Regions from separate parts of the Mus musculus genome. Here region 1 is linked to region 2. A link is a contact called in public promoter capture Hi-C data. All regions are on one chromosome and are shown on one strand. Each heading gives the region's core, a stretch centred on a gene start, on an enhancer-like site or on the middle of the called end of the contact. The rest is flanking DNA. Distances are from core to core; before and after follow the strand shown.

Evidence for each region. Promoter capture Hi-C pulls out the DNA fragments that hold promoters and counts their contacts.
Region 1: a contact with region 2 is called in a promoter capture Hi-C map of the HPC-7 cell line. The contact joins the enhancer-like site here to the promoter of Tmem164 in region 2. A contact is called at or near these places in 15 of 39 promoter capture datasets (the 3T3-L1 cell line, 3T3-L1-derived adipocytes, the C10 cell line and 9 more), 5 of 484 Hi-C or Micro-C datasets (the BV-2 cell line, CD4 T cells, the N1E-115 cell line and 2 more) and 2 of 9 other capture datasets (adipose tissue and liver).

Annotation. Positions count from the first base shown.
Region 1 is chrX:142,366,537-142,373,768 of GRCm38.p6, reverse strand. All of the region lies in intron 1 of Acsl4 (acyl-CoA synthetase long-chain family member 4), which reads left to right. Among named protein-coding and RNA genes, the nearest start is that of Acsl4, 20 kb to the left of the region's middle. Within about 2 kb of position 3,613, at least 64 of the 459 cell types and tissues checked have an H3K27ac peak or open chromatin away from gene starts, as enhancers often do. A contact at or near this core is called in the BV-2 cell line, the HPC-7 cell line, the N1E-115 cell line and 1 more, where this site is marked.
Region 2 is chrX:142,679,991-142,687,175 of GRCm38.p6, reverse strand. Tmem164 (transmembrane protein 164) reads right to left here and starts at 5,450. Exons shown (of 7, transcript NM_001199360.1): 1 at 5,237-5,450; 2 at 4,227-4,885. The coding sequence starts at 4,613.

The DNA.
Region 1 (7,232 bases), core at 2,364-4,863, 310 kb after region 2:
TATTTACTATATGTGAGTACACTGTCACTGCCTTCAGACACACCAGAAGACAGCTTTGGATGCTCATTACATGAGCCACCATGTAGCTGCTGGGAATTGAACTCAGGACCTCTGGAAGAGCAGTCGGTGCTCTTAACTGCTGAGCCACCTCTCCAGACCGATAATCTGTATTTTTAATTGTGACATTAATGCTGATCTTACTGCTTTTAAATGAACACGTTTTATTTGGAGCGATATTAAGCCCATAGAAAATATATTAGAGATGGTGCTACAGTCCATGTATAATTTGTACTGTTTCCCCTAATTTCAACATTGTTTATAACATAACAGTGGCAAAGCAATTAAGCTAGAATTCACTTTGTATTACCTAGGTGTTGATTTCTGTCACAGCATTCAAAGTACTCTATACATTTATTTTAGAATATATAGAGACAATTACAAAAATAAAGTATGGGTAATCCTAAGAGACAACTGAGTTTTAGCATTTTTTAAATAGACACCTTTGTCTGTTTTTCTATGGAGAATATAAGCCCATTTCTCACAAACTCTGGATTTCCCTAAAAGATAGGCTGCCAAACATATTTTAAATACATTTTTGAAATTTTCCTTTTTACACTTAAATATAACATGTCTTTTCTTTGGTAATTTTTTACTTATATCTGTTGTTTTTTTAATATGTTATTCCTTCACCTTAAATACTTTGTTGTATCTCTGTTCAGTTAATTCTTTATTACATTAAGTAAAAGGCCAACTATGTTTCCAATGCTTTTTTCACCTTAAAAAAAAATAGAACTATTACCTTTCAGCCGTAGTACTGGATTAATAATATATGCGTATGTCAAATTGAACTATTTAAGTTTGTGGAATTAAAAAAAATGTATGTAGTGAACTTTTGACTGTCATACTTTTATGTGGTTCACCCTGAATTTTGCAAATGCTTTCTAGGTTTTTCTAATCCCTCTTTCTCCACTGAGAATCTCCACATTTAGAATAGGGTACTGACATACATATTTAGGCCAAAGTGGTAACTAAACTTACCTTCCTCAAGTCTCATAACCTACTTAAGGCCTATGACGACAGAACCTTGAATGTGTTGCCTATCAGTATAGAAACTGACTGGAGTTTTCAACTTAAGCTCTGTAAAACAGCCTGATCTGTCTCCAGGTTCATTTCTGTGTTGCCTAGCTAGTTACAGTGCTGCCACCCAGTGGCAATGTATAGAAACGCTGCTATTATTGCTGCATTTATTTTTCACCATTTCAAATACTTTTTCTTGTATGTTCTTCTTTGTTCATGGTTTCATCTTCTGTTTTTTTTTCCTCCACTCAGGCCACTAATATTTGCGTGTTTCAGCTGATATTTAGGGAGCTGAACACGAGCTGTATAACGTGGTTCTGATAGTCTATTTAAATAAAGACTTTGGAATATGGGACACGATATTAATAATAAGCGTAAACATACCGAGTGGATTCTTGTTTGCTCTGCTTTATGAAGTTATGGTTCTTTGCACAAAAGGGCACTTATTTTGTATTTTGGTAAGAATATGATACTTCTTTTGATGTTTAATGGAAAACTTCTCGTTGTATAAGAAGAAACACTCCTGTAATATGTGAAGAGCTCATACTTCAGCGTAGCATGAAAGCTGTAGCTTAGAAATTCTTCCTCAATTTCCTCTTGCTGTTATTTGCCATTGTCTGACTGGTCATTTCATTCAATATTCATTTAAGGAACACTTAACTAAGCATCTACTTGGAGTCTGCCCTGTACCCGTATGGTGCTCCCCAGTGTTGCAGTGGTGATCAAGAGAAGCATGGCCTTCATCTTAAATAATGAGAGAACTAAAGCAGGAGACCACAAGTAGAAGTTTAAGTGCGGAGCTCCAGAGTGCTTTGAGGGCCAGTGTCAAATGCATGTGACACAGATGGACAGTCAGAGAGGGCTTTCTACCAGAACTGCTTAAATGAAGATGTAAAGGAAGCCGGAAAAGGGAAGAATAGAATGTTCCTGACAGAAGAGAAATGATGTGCTAGGAAAGGAGGTGAAAGACCAGAAGTCATTGCTTTTGAGAAACTATAAGTTCATCATGGCAAAAGGTGTGGGCACTAGCCGTGCTCTCCCTATTTTATACTTGTGGTAACTGGATCTAAGAGGTCACCAGCCTCCAGTAAGTGGCCCAGCCAGCAGTTGAACATAAGTTGTCTAGTTGTGGCATATTGACCCCTGTTTGTTCTGCAGGCTGCCTTTCATCTGGGCTGCCTTAAGCTCGGGTGAAGCATGGTGCCTGTGAGCCGGTGAGAGCTCTGCTCTCATTTCTTAGCATGCTGAGGCTGCACTGGAGACCCAGAGAATTAACTATTCCAGCAGCTGGCATTTATAGGGTCTGCATTAGTTTACAAACATTCAGATTCGCTTTAGTCTTTTGTCATTGGCTGGTAGTCAAACAAGCATTATTTGATATGCATTGCTAAGGTTTCCAGAAAAGTATAGATGGGAAATTATAACTGGTTATGTTATGTTATGTTATGTTATGTTATGTTATATTATATTATATTATGTTATTTATTTATTTATTTACTGCCAAAAAAAGCCTCCAGAACACAAGATGTTCATTAATCTGCAAAAGGTAGAAATTTTGTTTGATTTCTGAAGTTAACTTGTCAACATATTTTTTTTGATTTTCAGTGTTAAATTGGAACTCAGTTTCAATATTTGAACTATTGTCTTTTAAACTTGCATGAATGTAAAAATAAAAATTAAATGGAGATATTTCTTCCACTGCATATGTTTTATTTCATCTTAAAATATAAACTTTTGGGCTGGAGAGATGGCTCAGTGGTTAAGAGCACTGACTGTTCTTCCAGAGGTCCTAGCAACCACGTGGTGACTCGCACCCATCTGTCATGGGATCCAATGCATTCTTCTGGTGTGTGTCTGAAGACAGCTGCAGTGTACTCATATAAATACAAAAAAAAAAATAAATCCTTAATCCTTTTAAGATGAAGATTTTAATTTGGAATCAAGGCATTATTGTAGATTTTAGGTGGATTGTAAATGCTCAGTTGTACATAAGCTAAAATTGTAGCTTTTGTAAGACTATAACGTATGTGCACACATATGTGAAGGAGAAGTAGGGGATGACAGACAGACAGAAGAGACAGTGAGGTTAATGCTGTGTAGCTAGTGTTCTTGTTACTCATGTATGACACATGACTATGGATTCAAAGAAGAGTTTGAACCTGCAAGTGTTTTCAGTATAGTGATCATACATCTATCTGTATTTTCTGTATGTGGGATAACTAGAGACAACTTTTTTTTTCTAAAAGAGGAGTCTGATTCTACTGTAGGATGACAGCTCAGCTACAGTTCTTGGGAAGCTTGGAGATGTGACCACGCTGATTCTCCTTTCTTCGTGATAAATCATGGTTTTTGGAATCTAGCTTCTCAAGTGTTACTTCTGTGCAGTTATAGCTAAGTTTCCTTTAACGTGGAAGGCAACGTTGTTTTGAGTAAATCTCTTGTTGTGTATTGCAATAAACTCCTGTGCATAGCACATGGCTTTCTTGCCTAGTCGTCAGGATTGTGAACTTCCTGCAGCACGGCCCTCTTGAGGTTACTGCAGGACACTTTCAGAGACCCGTTGACCTTACAGGAAGTGAGATTACTTAATGATGCTTTACGGCTGCCTGAAACATTCTGAAATGAAAACTTTGAGGGAGAGAAATGATTCAGCCTTTCTCTGCGTCCTACTTTGTGAAATCATCCAGGGCACATTTATAAGGTATCACATTTCCTTGCAGTGTCTCAAAGCAAGACTGTGTTTGGTAAAGTGATAGTCTCTAAAGTTTCATGTTTGTTTCCAGAGGCCAGATATTAAACAAGAGGTACTAAAAAAGGGTTCACTATTGAAATCCCTTCAAAGACCCTCTGATTACCAGTGTAGAAAGCAATACTCTGTAGTCTACACACAGACATTAAAAGGGTTATTAAGTATTATATTATGTAGTTGTCTTCTATCATTTGTATTCTTGTTTGTTTTAATAGGAAAGATAGATGGAGCGGTGGACTCCAGACATTATTAACACTTTCATTTGTGTGTGGGACGCTTCATAGTTGCTGGCTTTTTAATGGCATCTATTTATTTAGTGGTAGTTGAAATATTTCTGGGGTGACTCGTGGGACCACAACAGTAATATTTTTTTTTGCTAGTATTTGCTCATTTATTTGTGCAGAGGGATGAAAATAAGGCCCTTGGCCTACTAGGTAAGCACTCTTCCCCTGACCTGCAGCCACACCATGCCTTTGTTAGTTTCATTTTAACAGAGGGAATGGCAAGGATGCTTAGTCTTAGCAAACAGCATTATAGTTATAATAAGAAAAAGGTTGTTGATTTGACTTTAAATCTGGTTGAAAGATGGAAATATCGGGTGGCTGTAGTGCACAATTTTAATCCTGGCACTCAGGAGGCAAAGACAGTCAGATCTCTGAGTTCGAGGCCAGCCTGGTCTACAGAGTGAGTTCCAGGACAGCCAGGGCTACACAGAGATACCCCATTTTGAACCCCTCCTCACCCACCCTAAAGAAAAAAAGAAAACAGAGGAAGTATTCAATCTAATTGTATTAGTATATTTGAAATCAGATCTTGGCTTCTTTTTAAGTATCACTTATTCTCCTGAGTTGGTTCAAATTTTACCTTTGGGGATGATATATTGATTGTCACTTATCAACACAGAGAAATATATCAGCATAAATTAGAACTAACTGAAAGTCTTTCTTATTATTAGTGAAACATGGATTATATTCTCTGTGGAAGCTTTAAAAAGATCTAAGACAAATTTAAGGATAACGTTTTTTTTTTTAAAGCCACCTATAATTCTGCAATCTGGACATTTCCGTTTTGAAGTGTTGCTTAGATGCTGCTGTTCTTGGTTTTTCTCCTATCTATAAACACCATTCTTCTTCTTTTTTTTTTTTTTCAAGACAGGGTTTCTCTGTGTAGCCCTGGCTGTCCTGTAACTCACTCTGTAGACCAGGCTGTCTTCAAACTCAGAAATACGCCTGCCTCTGCCTCTGCCTCCCGAGTGCTGGGATTAAAGATGTTTGCCACCACCGCCTGGCTCAATACCATGACGATAGATAAGGCATTCTGTCAGTCCGTGGATGGTGGTTTTAGCAGAGGCTTTACGTGCAGGAAAGGCAAATCTATAACCAGAATAAGTGTCTACTCCAGTAAGAACAAAACGCTGTCCTTTCCACAAAGGAAGTGGTCCAATGTAGTCAACCTGCCACCAGGTTGCTGGCTGGTCACCTCGAGGAATGGTGCCATATCTGGGGCTCAGCGTTGGTTTCTGCTGTTGGCAGATCTGGCATTCAGCAGCCGCTGTAGCCAGGTCAGCCTTGGTGAGTGGAAGCCCGTGTTGCTGAGCCCAAGCATAACCTCCATCTCGACCACCATGGCCACTTTGTTCATGTGCCCATTGAGCAATGACAGGGATGGCTGGGGAGAGAGGCTGACTGTCCACAGAACGGGTCATCTTATCCACTTGATTATTGAACTCCTCCTCGGCTGAAGTCACCTTTTGGTGAGCATTTACATGGGACACAAATATCTTCACATCCTTTGCCCATTTGGAGAGATCTATCCACATACTTCTTCCCCAGATGTCTTTCTCACCAATTTTCCAATTGTGATCTTTCCAAGTCCCTGACCATCTAGCCAATCCATTGGCTACAGCCCATGACTCAGTGAATAATCATACATCTGGCCATTTCTTCAATGAAAGTCACTGCTGGTTTATCAGACTCTGCAGAATTACTTTCCTAACGTGGGGAAGGCATTATTTCAAGTGGTGGTGGGGCTGAGGGTACTGCTTCTTCAGGAGGGGCAAACCCTTGAGAATCTGAAGATTCAAAATTCTCAGCTTCAACATGGTCTTCTCACACATCCCCATCTCAAGTTATAGGATTCCATTCTTTGTCAATTAGTACCCTTTAACTGTCGACACACTCTGAGGCTGAGACTTGAATTTTCGCTGTAGTTCAGCCAACCTTACAATGAGGATTTCAGTTTGATTTTCTGCAACTTGAGCTCTATTGCTACAAGAGAGAAGATTCTCCTCAAGGACACACTTAGCAACTTTTAGATCGTTTACTTGTGTCTGGAGCCTTTCGATTTTATCACACAACTCCTTCCTTTCATTCATCATTTTTTCCCCAGATGCTAAGAGCAGCCAGCCAGTAAAATCATTTTCCGATTTTTTTCCCCATCTTGTAGAAAGCTTTGTACACCGAATCACCTAATTCATCAAGAAAATCAAGGGCATTAGCTTCTTTAAGTTTGAAATAGTTTCAACCATGGGTCTTCAAAATTCTCTGAGCTCCCAGGAGGGAGAGAATCTGGAGAGGTTTCAGTAGTTGAAAGTGCTGGTGGAGCAACAAGCCAATTCCAGTATTTTAAAAGATTCATCCTTGTACTTCTGTTACTCTAGAACCACTCCTGGTACCAACTTCTGTATTAGTTAGGGTTCTCTAGAGTCACAGAACTTATGGATAGTCTCTAGATAGTAAAAGAATTTATTGATGATTTACAGTCTGCAGCTCAATTCCCAACAATGGCTCAGTATTAGCTGTGAATGGAAGTCCAAGGATCTAGCAGTTACTCAGTCCCACACCGCAAGCAGGTGAAGGAGCAAGAGCTAGACTCCCTTCTTCCAATGTCCTTATATTGTCTCCAGCAGAAGGTGTAGCCCAGATTAAAGGTGTGTTTTGCCACACCTTTAATCCTGGATGACCTTGAACCCAGAGATTTAATCTGGAATCCATAGCCACTAATGCCTCAAGATCTCCATACCAAGATCCAGATCAGAAACTTCTATCTCCCAGCCTCCAGATAAGGGTCACTGGTGAGCCTTCCAATTCTGGATTATAGTTCATTCCAAATATAATCAAGTTGACAACCAGGAATAGCCACTACAAGGCCTCTTAATACACATTGCCAAATTTCCTTTTGGTTTTTAAGATTTATTTTTATGTATGTGAGTACACCGTAGCTGTCTTCAAACACACCACAAGAGGGCATCAAATCCCATTACAGATGGTTGTGAGCTACCACGTGGTTGCTGGGAATTGAACTCAGGATCTCTGGAAGAGCAGTCAGTGCTCTTAACCACTGAGCAATCTCTTGCACCCACCAAAATCTTTTGATAAAACGTGTTCGAGTTTACACATTACTGTTT
Region 2 (7,185 bases), core at 4,201-6,700:
TTCTAAAAAGAGACAGCTAGACTACAGAGGTGGCTCAGAGAATAAAAGTGCTCGCTGTGCAAGCTGGACAATCTGAGCTCTATTTCCAGGACCTAGAGTGGATGTTTAGGATAACGAACATCTGGAAGTTGTGTTCTGACCTCCATACATGCACTGTGGTATGTGTGTATAGCCACATAGACACACACACACAAACACACACACTTATTAAAATAAATCTACAAAACAAGAAAAAGCTCAGCATTACTAACTGATTTTTTTAAGTACTGGCTAGAAGCTACAGGTCAATTATCACAAATTATAATTGGTTAAATGCCCGGCCTGTTTCATGTGTACAGGCATTGAAGATTAAACTGCGTATGTTGTACCTGGCTAAGTTCAGTGCCTAATCAGATGTTAACACAGACATACGCAGAGCCCACAAGAATTTAGCAATTAAACAAAGCATGGAAAAGGAGATCTTTTCATTAAGTTCTTAAAATAAACACCACATAATTGGATTCAAGGAAAATAAAGTAAGTTGTGTTCAGAACAAAAGAAAGAGAAAGAAAGAAAGAAAGAAAGAAAGAAAGAAAGAAAGAAAGAAAAGAAAAGAAAAGAATCACTAAGTTAAAGTTAGTAGTAGATCCCTATTCCTTACAACACAATGAGCCAGACAGTTTTGTTTCAATTTGACACAGTCCCATTATGTAGGCCAGACTGGACTTGAACTTGCTGTCCTCCTACCTAAACCTCCTGGTGCTGAGATTTCAGACATTTGCCATCATGTCTAGATTGTCTGGCATTTATTTTAACTCTTCTGCTGAGAAACTGTAGTTTGTTTTTTATTCCCCCCAGATTTAAACAGCTACAAGAATCTCTTCTGACTAATCCCAGATTCTCACGGTGGCAGCTGAGAGTTAAAGCCACCTGTGCCACTAAGTTGCTGGGAGATTTCTGGTAAACAGTCCAATAGCTCAGTAAGTCCATCCTCTCCCGGCCCCTCGCCATAATTCATACCTGCCAAAAATCATGGGCAAAAGGGGATTGAGTGGTCATGCTTGAAGAAACCTTATTGGTGTAGTTGGCAGGCAGAGCAGATATTTAGCACAGAGTTTAATAATGCTGAGCTAACCTGGGCACTTGTATCTCCAGCCAGAGCAGAGCTGTGAGCTGGTACCACTACAAATCCTATAAGCCACTAACAGTCTCCCATCCTCAGACCTCGAAGAAATCACATGAGACCAAAAAGAAACGCAACAGCAGGAATGTTAATCAAGAAGAGAATCCAGACACAAGTTATGGCCTTCCTTATGTTACTACAGTTGGCAGCCGCCCAATGTAGCATGGCTGTGACGAGGGTCGGTGTAACAAGGCGTTGCAAATGAATATTTTGCAGACTGAAAAATGAGAGCTGGAGAAAGGAATCAATTTCCCTCCAACTCCCCTACTTCCTGGCCTAAAGTAACATAGCCCTTGTTACATACTTAAAGAGACTCTCCTAGAAAAGATCTTTCTACAAAACCAAACTGGAGGCCACAGATAGTATCAAACATCGAGCATGATCACGGTGAAACTTCTTTTCACTTCAACTCACATCTCTACAATCTGTTACTATGTTATAGCCTAATTTCAGCTAATTCATTTGCAAAAAGCATTTCCTGATTCAGAATATCTCCCCTTTGCAATAGAGGCACTCACAGGAAACATTTTAACATCTCATTCTCCAGGCCTTAGCTGATCTATCACAACCTTGAATACGATCATGCATAGGAAAGTGCTTTTCGAGCAGTAAAATGGTAGACATTAGTAGTATGGTAAGGTGTTAGTAGTCTTCCAAACTATCATTAGTCATTTTTGCATCTAAGGCAGAACACTGGCTGCAAACAGCTGCTGTTAATGTTTCTTTTTTTAACTGACTTTCATCAACTTGAAAAAAAAATCCATAGTCCTGCTTCTAAGGAAGAGCCACATAGAACGCATTGAAAGTTGGGTGCATCAAAGCCTAGGACCTGAGTGGGTTACAAAGCAGTGGTTGGGGATAGAGGACAAAGGAATACAATCCCCAGGACACTGCAAGAATGTATCAGCATGACTCCAGTCTCTGCCTTCACTCTGTAGCTTTAGGGTATAAGCTAAGAGGAGGGAAAAACCCTGGGGGTGGGGGGTGGCAAAAATTCAGCTGCTAGTCGTTCCCCCCAACATGTGCCACCAAGGGTCACCTGGAGAATTTTACTTTACTGAGAGCCATATGGGGCAAAAGCTAAGAGTGAACTGGGTAGCTACCTGAGTTCCTCGGGGACCAGTTTCCTTTTTTTTTTTTTTTTTTTTTTTTTGGCATAAGGAGGTCAAAAGCCTTTCAAAGTGTCTCTGTTATTATACCCAACGGTTCTGAAGCAAAGAATCACAGAACAGACTGTCAAGGGCTAGGTGTCCAACTCTTGTCTCATCTTACGGGTAGAGAAACTGAGGCTCAGAAAGGGTACTTTCCCCCAAGCCATACAACTAATTAACTCCAGGCCTCCTGAGTCTTTTAAGAGCCTCTAAAATCTTCCTGTAAAAGACATGGCGCATCCAGGTTTGAGGTCATCACCCCAGCAGCAGCCCCACTGAGGCTGAATTTAACCCTTTGTTGACCTTCTAGATCTGTGGTTGCCAGAGGCCTCCAGACCTCTTTGTAGAGGTACCCTCTGACCCACCACCTGCACTCCTGCCTGAAGAGGCACACACAACAGAAGCTCAGATGTTTTGTCGCCCCTCATTAACAAAAAGGCCATTCATTTAAAAGAAAGAAAGAGGACGGGTCAAATTTGCGCAAGACAGCCCTGGCCTTTGCTGTGAATGGCACCCCCTTCCCAAGAAGCTCTCGCTCTCTCAAAAAAAATTTTTTTTTCAAAAAAATGCTGCCCACCCCATCTCTTTTCCATGCTTTTAGTGACCCAATCAATACCATCCCTTTTATTCCAGAGTTATCTACACCTCTACAAGATGCCAAAGGACCAAGGTCATTCTCCACTGAGGCCAAGAATGGGTAAACAAATGGATATTTAGGAAGGGGGAACTAGCAGATATCTGAGCTACAAATACACAGCCAAATCTTACAGGAAGGCCTCATCACCCTCAGCCACTCCTGGTTTAGGACTGGAGATTTGCAACTCCAAAGGAGAGTGGGTTTGAGGTCAGTCAGTCCCTGATGCTAAACCTTTTTTTTTTCCCTTGAGGCAAGTGACTTCTATCCTAGAACCTGTAACGTGAGGATAATAATCTCAACCTCTCTGGCCCTATGCAAGGTTGTCACAATTCACCTGAGCATAACCTTCAACAAATATAAAAGCAATAAAGATGCTAATGACAGGCTTCAAAACTACTCCGAGTCAGAGTCAAACAAGCAAAGTTTTCCACAGCCTGGAATCTAAAAGTCCTGATTGCCTTCCCTTTCTTCCTTTTCTCCTCAAGCTGCAGGAAGTTAGAGCCTCAGAACTTCCCTGAGCAGGCCTAGGAAAGAACAGATTACTGGTACCCAGCTGGCAACTTCCCCTATCAATCCCATTTGCTTGTCTTAGCATAGCTTAATGGGTAAGAGGTCAGGGAAGCAAAAGAAGTCAGCTTTCTTGAACACCCTTGGAGCATAGGACGGAGACTTCAAGTGGTAAGATGGAGAAGTTTGAAAAAAGGAAAACCCCTCTCACACGGGATCGCGATCTCCAGCCTGTGAGGAAATTAGGTTGCTCAAGTATCTTACAACCTAAAAGCTGACCTCACCCCGAGAGCAGACACCCTGAAATGAAAGAGTCATTAAGAGAAACCCCTAAAACTATTCCCCCCAATGTACCACAGTGGAGACAAAGAAGCTTGTGTGACCACCACCTCCAGGAAAGCCTGTCACCAGGCCCCTTGGGAAACTACTACAAAAGGCAGGAGTGCTGGCCATGCGCCACAGATGTGATCCTGAATGGTCACCTAGCTGGGGCTGGACTTCCTGCTGGTGAAAAGGCCAGGCCCCAGCAGAGCTGAGATGGGAGGGGCATGGGGCTCCAAGTGCAAGTCATTTCTAGGGTTCACCTCCACTGTGGGGCTGACCTGTTGTGCAATGCTGAAGTTTACTAGCACAAAAGCGGATGCTGGTTGGAAAAGCATTTGTAAGGGTCCCACTTCCCACGGGAACGAAGTGCTCTACACACCAGTGTCCTGAGCACGCTAATGACTCTTATCACTTAGGCTGCCCAGGAAAAAGTCAACAGACTCACATGCATCATGGTGACCAGGTGACAAGGGTTGAGCAGGTAGATGACGGTCTTGGTGGCGAACTTAAAGCCCACCTCCACCCCGAAGATCAGGCACAGGGCTACTAAGAGCAGATTCTTGCTCAGGCTCTCCTTGCCTTCCTCTGGCCGCTGGGTCACCTGCTGTGGCTGGCTGCTACGGCCACCCCTACCGTCCTCCTTCTGCCTCAGGATGTGCCGCAGGGCCACCAGGATCTCCAACAGGGCCAGGGTCAGGACCACCACACTTTCCAGCAGCCGCTGCTGCCAAGACAGGAAGGCAGCACAGTCGGGGCCCCCATTGCCTGCAAAACTGGGGTCGACGCCCCCATAGAGCCAGTCCAGGAGACTTTGGTAGCTATACCGGGACATGATGCAAAGTGGCTCCACTTGACTACGGTACAGGAAGCAAGAGCGAGATGGAACACGAGACCGAAGGGTTGCCCGGGCGGTGGAACATGTAAGGAGGGCACACCCGCACCCCCCTCTGGACACTGGGGCACCTAGAACAGGGGAGGGAAAGCTACACGCGAGGCCCGGGATAAAGTGCTGGCTCTAACTTGTCCCCACGGCTGTCTGGGGAGCCCCCCGCGCTTCTCCAGTGGCCACCAACGAGGCAGGGTTGAAAGGAGCCGTTGGCCAATCTAAAAGGAAGGAGAGGAAAAAAAGGTCTCAAAGAGGCAATTGCACGGGAATTAACGAAGCGGGGAGGGGTAACTAGTGAGGGAAGAAAAGGGGAACGGGAGTGGTGGCCAAGCAAGCACGGGTGAAGGCAAGTTGGAGGCCAAGAGGGTCAGGACTGGGACCTAGGGGGCCCGGCACTAGGCACTGCCGAGGGAGCCAAGCGGGAGGCAGAAGGGGGTGAGAGAGAGAGGGGACACGCGGAGGCTAGGAGAGAAGCTAGCAGGGCTGGGCAGGCGGGGAGGGCGACGGGGAGGGCAGGGACGCCGGACTCCTCGTCTCAGCCACTCCACGAGAGGGGGGGGGGGTCTTACTCCTGCAACCGCGTGGCCGTCTCTGCCCCCAGCTAGCAACTTCGCCGCCGACGGGGCCCCCTCTCCAGCCAATTTAGAGCAGTCCCGGTCCAGCCTCCCGCCCCTGGGTACACCCCCGAACCCCCAGCTCCACCCCCCCTGGCCCCTCACGCCCGCCCTCCGGGCCAGCGCCACCCTCAGCCCTCCGCCTGCTCCGGACCAGCCCCCCAGGCGCAGGCGGGCGGCGGGAGGAAGCCGAGAGGGAGGGCGGGGACGCGGGGCCAGCCAGGGGCCGGGCCATGGGGCCGCCACCCTCCGCCCCGCCGCCACCGCTCCATCTTCCCGCTCCTCCTCGTCCGGCCCCCCGAGGACTGGCCGCCGAGTCCCCCTGGGGCTCCACTCACCCGCTGCTCGGCTCCGCTGCCCGGGCTCCACCGAACTCTCCGTCTCCCCTCACTCCCCGCAGCCCCAGGCGGCACTCGGCTGGGCTCCCCAGGCGGCCGCAGCAGCAGCAGCAGCCGCCACCGCCGCCGCTCCGGCTCCTCCTCCTTGCCTTCCTCCCCCGGCAGCCGCCGCTCGCTTCCTCCGGTTTCCCCTCCCTCTCTCCACCCCCTCGTCGCCAACTCCCTCCACCTTCGGCCCTCCTCCCGTCCACTTCACCCCCTCCCTACACACACACACACACACACACACTCCTCCGATCCACTTCACTCCCTCCCTACACACACACATACACACACACACACACACACATACACACGTCTTCAAGCCACCACTGCCCCGCCTCGCAGCCTTCCCTCCACAGCCTACCCACTTCGTCCTCGCTTCCCACCTCCTGCCCTGCTTCCTCTCTGCTCCCCACCCCACCCCACCCCACCCCCGCCCCCACCCTGCTACCCTCGGAGGCCCCATCCCCGCCTCTTTCCTCCTCCTTCTCCAGCCTGGTCTTCTGCACTCCAAGCGTGCACTCGCGCACAGTTTTGCTCTTTCGCCACTGTGACTGAATTCACCTCCCCACCTAAGCCTGGCGGACTAACTCCTCCGTTGACCTGGTTCTCGGGCCACTACTTTGCATACCTGACCACATACTGGGCACTCAGCCGGTCCTCGCTAACTTCTAGGAGTAAGGCTGTGAAACTGATGGACAGGCTTTAGCTTGGGGAGTGTGCTGAGTATGGACTTCCTGCTTCCTCCCTTCGGCCTTGAAATGGGAGATTCAAAAAAAAAAAAAAAAAAAGACCATAAAAGTATTGCTCACCTTCTTGTCACAGCCTCACTTTCTTCTTGAGTGCCTAAATTTGAGGATTTCTCCTCGGACTCCTTCTAACCCAGCTCTGATGCTTTTCTCTCTCTCCCCCCTCCCCCCACCCTACACAAACCTTGCTGGCTCTCTCCCTCCTTCCCTCCTGCCGTCCTTCTTCCTCTCCGCCCCCTTCCGACCACAGCGAACCTTCAGTGATAGACTTGGTGGAGGAAAAGAAGATTCTCCTGACCTCTTTCCCTCCCCACCCCCGTCCCCCACCCGCAGAGAGAGACAGAGACAGAGACAGAGAGACACAGAGAGCGAGAGACAGAGAGAGCGCAGCTGCTTCCTAACCCCACCTTGGAAAGAACAGCCAGGAAAAGTGAGCGCTAGCTGGGTCCAGGGGGCCCCCTCTTCTCTGACGCTCTCTACCTCGTGGCTGGGCTGGCTCCTCTAAGGGCCGGTAATTAAGGAAAGAACTACTCAGAATGTACCTCATATTGGTTTAATATTTATTGCAGACTCGCATACGTTAGAAGAATATCCAGAAAAACCACAGTTAGGTACCTTGCTTAGGAAACACTTTCTGATGTCGACTGTAAGCCAGTCTTAAGATGTAAACTACAGTCTCCTGGATTATCAGGCCGATACCTTCCCATCCTTTGCAACCTAACAAATACAGCCAGGCAAGCTTGTCTGACTTTAAGCTTTTTGAAGCATCCACCAA